Regions from separate parts of the Pan paniscus genome. Here region 1 is linked to region 2. The links are chromatin contacts, called in public Hi-C maps. All regions are on one chromosome and are shown on one strand. Each heading gives the region's core, a stretch centred on a gene start, on an enhancer-like site or on the middle of the called end of the contact. The rest is flanking DNA. Distances are from core to core; before and after follow the strand shown.

The links. Hi-C and Micro-C count contacts between places; a contact is called where the count stands out from the background.
Region 1: a Hi-C map of fibroblasts shows a contact between it and region 2, with 4 times the contacts expected there. The contact joins the promoter of PRKCE here to the enhancer-like site in region 2. A contact is called at or near these places in 2 of 3 Hi-C or Micro-C datasets (fibroblasts and induced pluripotent stem cells).

Annotation. Positions count from the first base shown.
Region 1 is chr12:80,749,448-80,752,147 of NHGRI_mPanPan1-v2.0_pri, forward strand. PRKCE (protein kinase C epsilon) reads right to left here and starts at 1,316. Exons shown (of 11, transcript XM_055108017.2): 1 at 56-1,316. The coding sequence starts at 403.
Region 2 is chr12:80,465,458-80,468,157 of NHGRI_mPanPan1-v2.0_pri, forward strand. All of the region lies in intron 2 of PRKCE (protein kinase C epsilon), which reads right to left. Among named protein-coding and RNA genes, the nearest start is that of PRKCE, 280 kb to the right of the region's middle. Within about 2 kb of position 1,299, at least 1 of the 2 cell types and tissues checked has open chromatin away from gene starts, as enhancers often do.

The sequences.
Region 1 (2,700 bases), core at 66-2,565, 280 kb after region 2:
TTCCCCGGGACCCCACAACCGGGTTCCCGGAACGACGGGGAGGCGCCACACTCACCCAGTCCTCGAAGTGGCGGCTCCCGTTCTGCAGCAGCTCCTCAAACTGGATGGTGCAGTTGGCCACGAAGTCGTCGTAGCCTATGGGGGCATCGTGAAAGACAGCCAGCTCGATCTTGCGCCCGTTGCACACATCGGTGACGAACTCGTCGTGCCAGGCCGGGCTGTTGGTCTTCTGCTTGGTGGCCGTTTGGCCGATGCGCGAGTCGTCCACATTGAGGGCAATGTAGGGGTCGAGAAGGAAAGTCTGCGGCCGGGGTCCCACCGCATGGCGCAGCGACCAGGCTGTGGGCTTCAAGCTCACGGCCTCGCAGATTTTGATCTTAAGAAGGCCATTGAACACTACCATGGTCGGGGCGGGGAGTGGGGGCCGGGGTCACTCCGTCTGCCCCGAGGGCAGGAATGAAGAACCGACGGCCCGGCACTCCGAGCCACAGGGACTCTTGGGTCCCCTTTCGCCCCACCCCGCACACTCCCTACACCTTGTGGCGTTGCGCCCTGGCGCGGGCGATTCTCAGCCAGTGCATGTATTTCCTCGCCGGGTTCCTAACGGAAAACAGGGAGGGGGGAGAGCTGGGGGATGTCCGTGTTTGGAGCAAGTCTCTCCCCCCGACCACCAGCTGCACCTCCAGAAGAGAAGACGAGCTGTCGGCTCCGCTGCAAGCCGCGGGGGCTGCCTCGCCGCCTCGCTGGCTCTCCGGCTCCGGGCTGCGGGAAAGCGGGCGCCGCGCCCGGCGCTTACCTACCTTTCCGAAACATAATCCCGGGAAATTTCGACTCCGGGAGGGGGATGGGGCGGTGGGACGGGGCGGGGACGAGAACCGGGGGCGCAGATTTCAACCCGGATCCTCTTCGCACACTCAGCGCCTGCCTCTGACCGCGCGGGGCGGGGGGGTGAACGGAGGGATGTTCAGTCTATCCGGAGGGATGCATGTCGAGAGGAAATGGTCCTCCTCGGAGCCAAATTTTTAAAAATCCACAAGCCCCACGGCCAGCCGGGGCCGCCGCCTCCTGGGCGAAGCAGCGCCGCGCCGGAGCCGGCGATCGGGAGGCGCCAGGAGCCCGGAATCTCACATCCGCGCGGGCTCGGAGTCCGGGCGGCCGCCGATCCGGCTCGGGGGCGCAGGCCAGCACCGGGCGGTGCGCAGCGCGGCGGCGGGGCAGGGACTGCGACTCAGCGCGGCCCCACCTCCTGGGCGCCGGCGCCCGCCCTCCGCGCTCCCCGCGTCCCGGCTCTCGGCTGCCGCTCGCTCGCCGCCCGCCAGCCCGCGCTCCCCCGCGGTCTCCTCTCCCTCTGTCGGTGTGCGAGCGAGTCTCCCTCCCTCTAATGCAGGAAATGCGCAAAAGACGTCAGTGTGTGTGAGTGTGTGTGTGTGAGTGTGTGTGCACGCGCGCGCGCGCACGGCAGTGTTTGGGGAAATAGAAAGTTTTGCCGGTTGGGGGAGCAATACGGAAAAAGTGAGCCGAGGAGAGAACGGTGGAGAGCGGGCGAGGCTGCCCGGGGTCGCAGCGGCGGGCGGGGCAGCCGGGGGGCGGGGACCCCGGGGAGCGGTGGCGCTGGGCTGGATGCGCTTGCCGGGGGCCATGGATGGCCATGGATGGGCCCCGCCGGGCCGCGTATCTCTCGGGGACCCTGCGGCCAACACTGTCTTTTAGAGCCGGGGATGGGGGAGTGGAGGGGTCCCTGTTGCCCTAGAGGCCTCGGGACCCTTCCCTTGCCCACCCCCACTCCGGCCGCGGCGGGCAGGAGCAGTCTGCGGAGTTCTGGCCCATCTGTCACTCTGTCCCGGGACGCTGTGATCCACGGCGGTGGGGGAGGGGGAAGGGGGAGGGACAAGCATGGCTCGGGTGAAGTTTTAAACTCTGTTCTTCTCTCTTGCCTTTCTTTGGGGACATTCTCCCCTTTGGGATCTGCCCTGGACTTCGCAAGCTGCGAGAACTTGTTGACAAGTGAAAGCTCGGTAGAGCCCCGGCTTGGTTTGTGGTCTGTTTATTTTTTGCAAAGTGACTGTTCCTATTTGCGCTGGTCCTTATCGGTGCCCCTTTGGGGGACTTCGGCACTGATCAGCGCGCTGACAGCCGCCGTCCGGGCTGCGGGAAAATGGGGCGCGCCCTCCGGGGGGCGAGTGGCTGTGTCCATGCTAATTTCCTCCGTAACCTTTAAACTCTCGCTGGAAGCTACCGCCGCGGCTGGTCACGTGAGGCGAGCCCTGGGCTGCTGGGGAAAAATTTCCTCGGCTGGGAGCCGGGACCGGGCCGGCGGCCGGCGAGGGACTGCCCCGCGTCCGAGACTGGGAACCCGGGAGGGCAGGGCCGGAGCGCTGGGCCCCGGGGCGCGGCCCAGCTGGGACACCCGCGAAGACGGCGGCGGTGAAGAGGTCGGCTCCGCTGCCGGGGAGCTGGGGATTATGCAAGTGGGGAAAGAAAACCTCCGCCCTCGCCCTTCTGCCAAGTCAAGTCTGGGAATTTGTAGGTATTGTGGTAAGCTGAGTGTTCATCTGGCGGGTCTGGTTAGTGTAAACCAAAATTTAAAACGCGCCTCCCGATCACTTTTTCCTCAGTGGGTAAAGGTTATCATTGCCTGCGGCTTAAAAGCCTAAAAAGGCTTAAAGGCAAGGAAGGAGGCAGTCCCCTGGAAAAACAGGA
Region 2 (2,700 bases), core at 49-2,548:
GTTCGATAATGGCAGCTTTTGTTGGAACGATGATATATACCTACAAGTTTTCTTTTTTTTTTTTTCTTTGAGACGGAGTCTCACTTTGTCACCCAGGCTGGAGTGCAGTGGTGCGATCTCGGCTCACTACAAGCTCCACCTCCTGGGTTCACATCATTCTCCTGCCTCAGCCTCCCGAGTAGCTGGGACTACAGGCGCCCGCCACCAGGCCTGGCTAATTTTTTTTGTATTTTTAGTGGAGATGGGGTTTCACCGTATTAGCCGGGATGGTCTTGATCTCCTGACCTCGTGATCCGCGCGCCTCAGCCTCCCAAAGTGCTGCGATTACAGGCGTGAGCCACCACGCGTGGCCATACCTATGAGTTTTCTTAAAACCAAATTGTCAAAAATGTGGGGCCTACCAGGTGTTAGCCTCCATCCCATAACATCGTGGCTCAGGTCACCCTCAGAAGGAGACACAGGGAATCCTAAGTGTATTCTGGGAGTGACCTCTGTGGCAGACCAAGGGACACAGCTATGGCCGGGACACCAACAGCTTCTGCTATAATCTCCCCAATTTTTTTTTTTATTTAAGTGCAATTATTTTTATTTAAGTACAATTATAAAACTATAAAGGGAACATTTTTAGAGGAGTAAAAAAAACCAGATGGACATGGAATCTTTTCTTCCCAGCCAAAGGGGATCATCTTGCTCATCCCCTGGGAGCACTCTTCTTTCATGATCACTGTCCCAGGAGCCCACAAAAGGTCCAAGCATCTATGGAACTTAAAATACAAGTACTGGAAGGCTTGTGTCTGTACCAGGCTCTGGTCCTGATCCTGGAAATTCAATGTCACAGTCTGAACAGGTGTGCCTGCTGATTGATTATAGCCTGAAAGTACAAGAGGGACAGGCAGAGCTTTTGTCCCTGCCCCTTTTAATAAGAACACATACCTGCAGTAGGTTGTGGATTGGAGGAAGTCTCTCAGAGCCGGGAGGAGACATTCCCTACACCAGTGGAAAATCTTTGGGTCTCCAAAATCACACTTCTTTAACTCAAGTTAAATGAGGCCTTAAGGTGCTTAACTGTTAAGAAATAATAACAAGAAAAATCAAAGATTATGCAAAAAGAGGGGTGCAGGGGCTGCAGGCTGTCCTTAGGGCATCCTCTGGCCTTGGTGGGTAAGGTTAGGAAAACCTGGCTGCATTTTCTGAACCCTTCCACCAGAGCCACACGGGGGCACACTAGTCAATGTTTTGGATGCCGGGCCTCCCGCTGGCTTCCTTTCGGTACAGAAACCTGGAGGAGGAGCACAGTGAGGGCAGAGGCGCTACTGGATGACTCCTTGCTTGGCCCACGGCCACCAGGCCAGTGACTCAGGCAGATTGTCCTTGAGTGATTCAAAACCACGTGGGTGCTGGCCCAAAGGTTTCCCCTTACTTTCTAAGCATGTTCCCAGCATGGCTGGGACACGGGTTCCTGAGCTATTACTCAGGAGAGCAGGGAAAAGAATTGAGTGAATAAATGGAAGGTCTAATAACCTCTTAACCTGATACCAGGAAGGCAAGTGAGTAACCCCCAAGGGGTGCTTGGGGGCACAGCAGGCAGGGGTGGGCAGGGTAATAGCTCATTCTTCAGTGGGTCGCCATAGCATCCTTGGCGTGACCAGAGTGCTGGCCCTCAGTGCCTGCCCTCCTAGGGTGAAGGATCAGCCTCAAAGGCAGGGCAGCAGGCTGGCTCCCGACAGAGCCTCTTGACAGAGGGTGTCCTATGAGCATACACTGCCGCCTCACCAATAGACATGGGAACCCCAGGGGACAGACCAGGGACCAAACCCCAGCCATCAGCAGGCACTGCAAGGCGCCAGCCAGCCTGCACTCCAGGACTCCAGTGTGCCTGCTTTCCAGAGCACAATGGGTCCAGGTGCACACAGACACAGCAGACAAACCAGAAGAGAAGGCATCTAAGTCACCACCTTCTATCAAGAATTCAGCTAAGCTGCGATTTTTTTTTTTTTTTTTTGAGACAGTCTCACTTTGTCGTGTGGGCTGGAGTGTGGTGGCATGATCTTGGCTCACTGCAACCTCTGCCTCCTGGGTTCAAGCAATTCTTCTGCCTCAGCATCCTGAATAGCTGGGATTACAAGCACGTCACCACGCCCAGCTGATTTTTGTATTTTTAGTAGAGATGGGGTTTCACCATGATGGACAGGCTAGTCTGGAACTCCTGGCCTCAAGTGATCCACCTGCCTTGGCCTCCCAAAGTGCTGGGATTATAGGCGTGAGCCACCGTGCCCAACCCTAAGCTGCAATTTTATATGAAGACCTTGGAAAAGAAAAACACTTTTGTTTATAAATATGGTATAGTATGCAAATTTTAAAGTATTAATATTTTTTAGCTAAAACAGTACTTCAAAAGTTCTTAGCTTGAGGCCGGCTCTGAGAGGAGGGGGTTTATTTTCTTCTGCCCCACTTATCTTTGGTGAATGGAAGAATGTTTGTTTAATAAAAAGTCAGTAAAGCAGAGAATCATGCAAAGAAAAGATGTATGTACTTTAAGTATTTTAACTAACAATATTCAAACTGAAAATACTGAAAAACAAATATATGTACTCACTTGCCAATAACAGAAGGCCAATTTCTTTAAGGTATGGTCCCCCTCATCATCTCTTACAGACAAACATTATCTATGATTTCCATTTCCATTTTCTATTTGTGTGT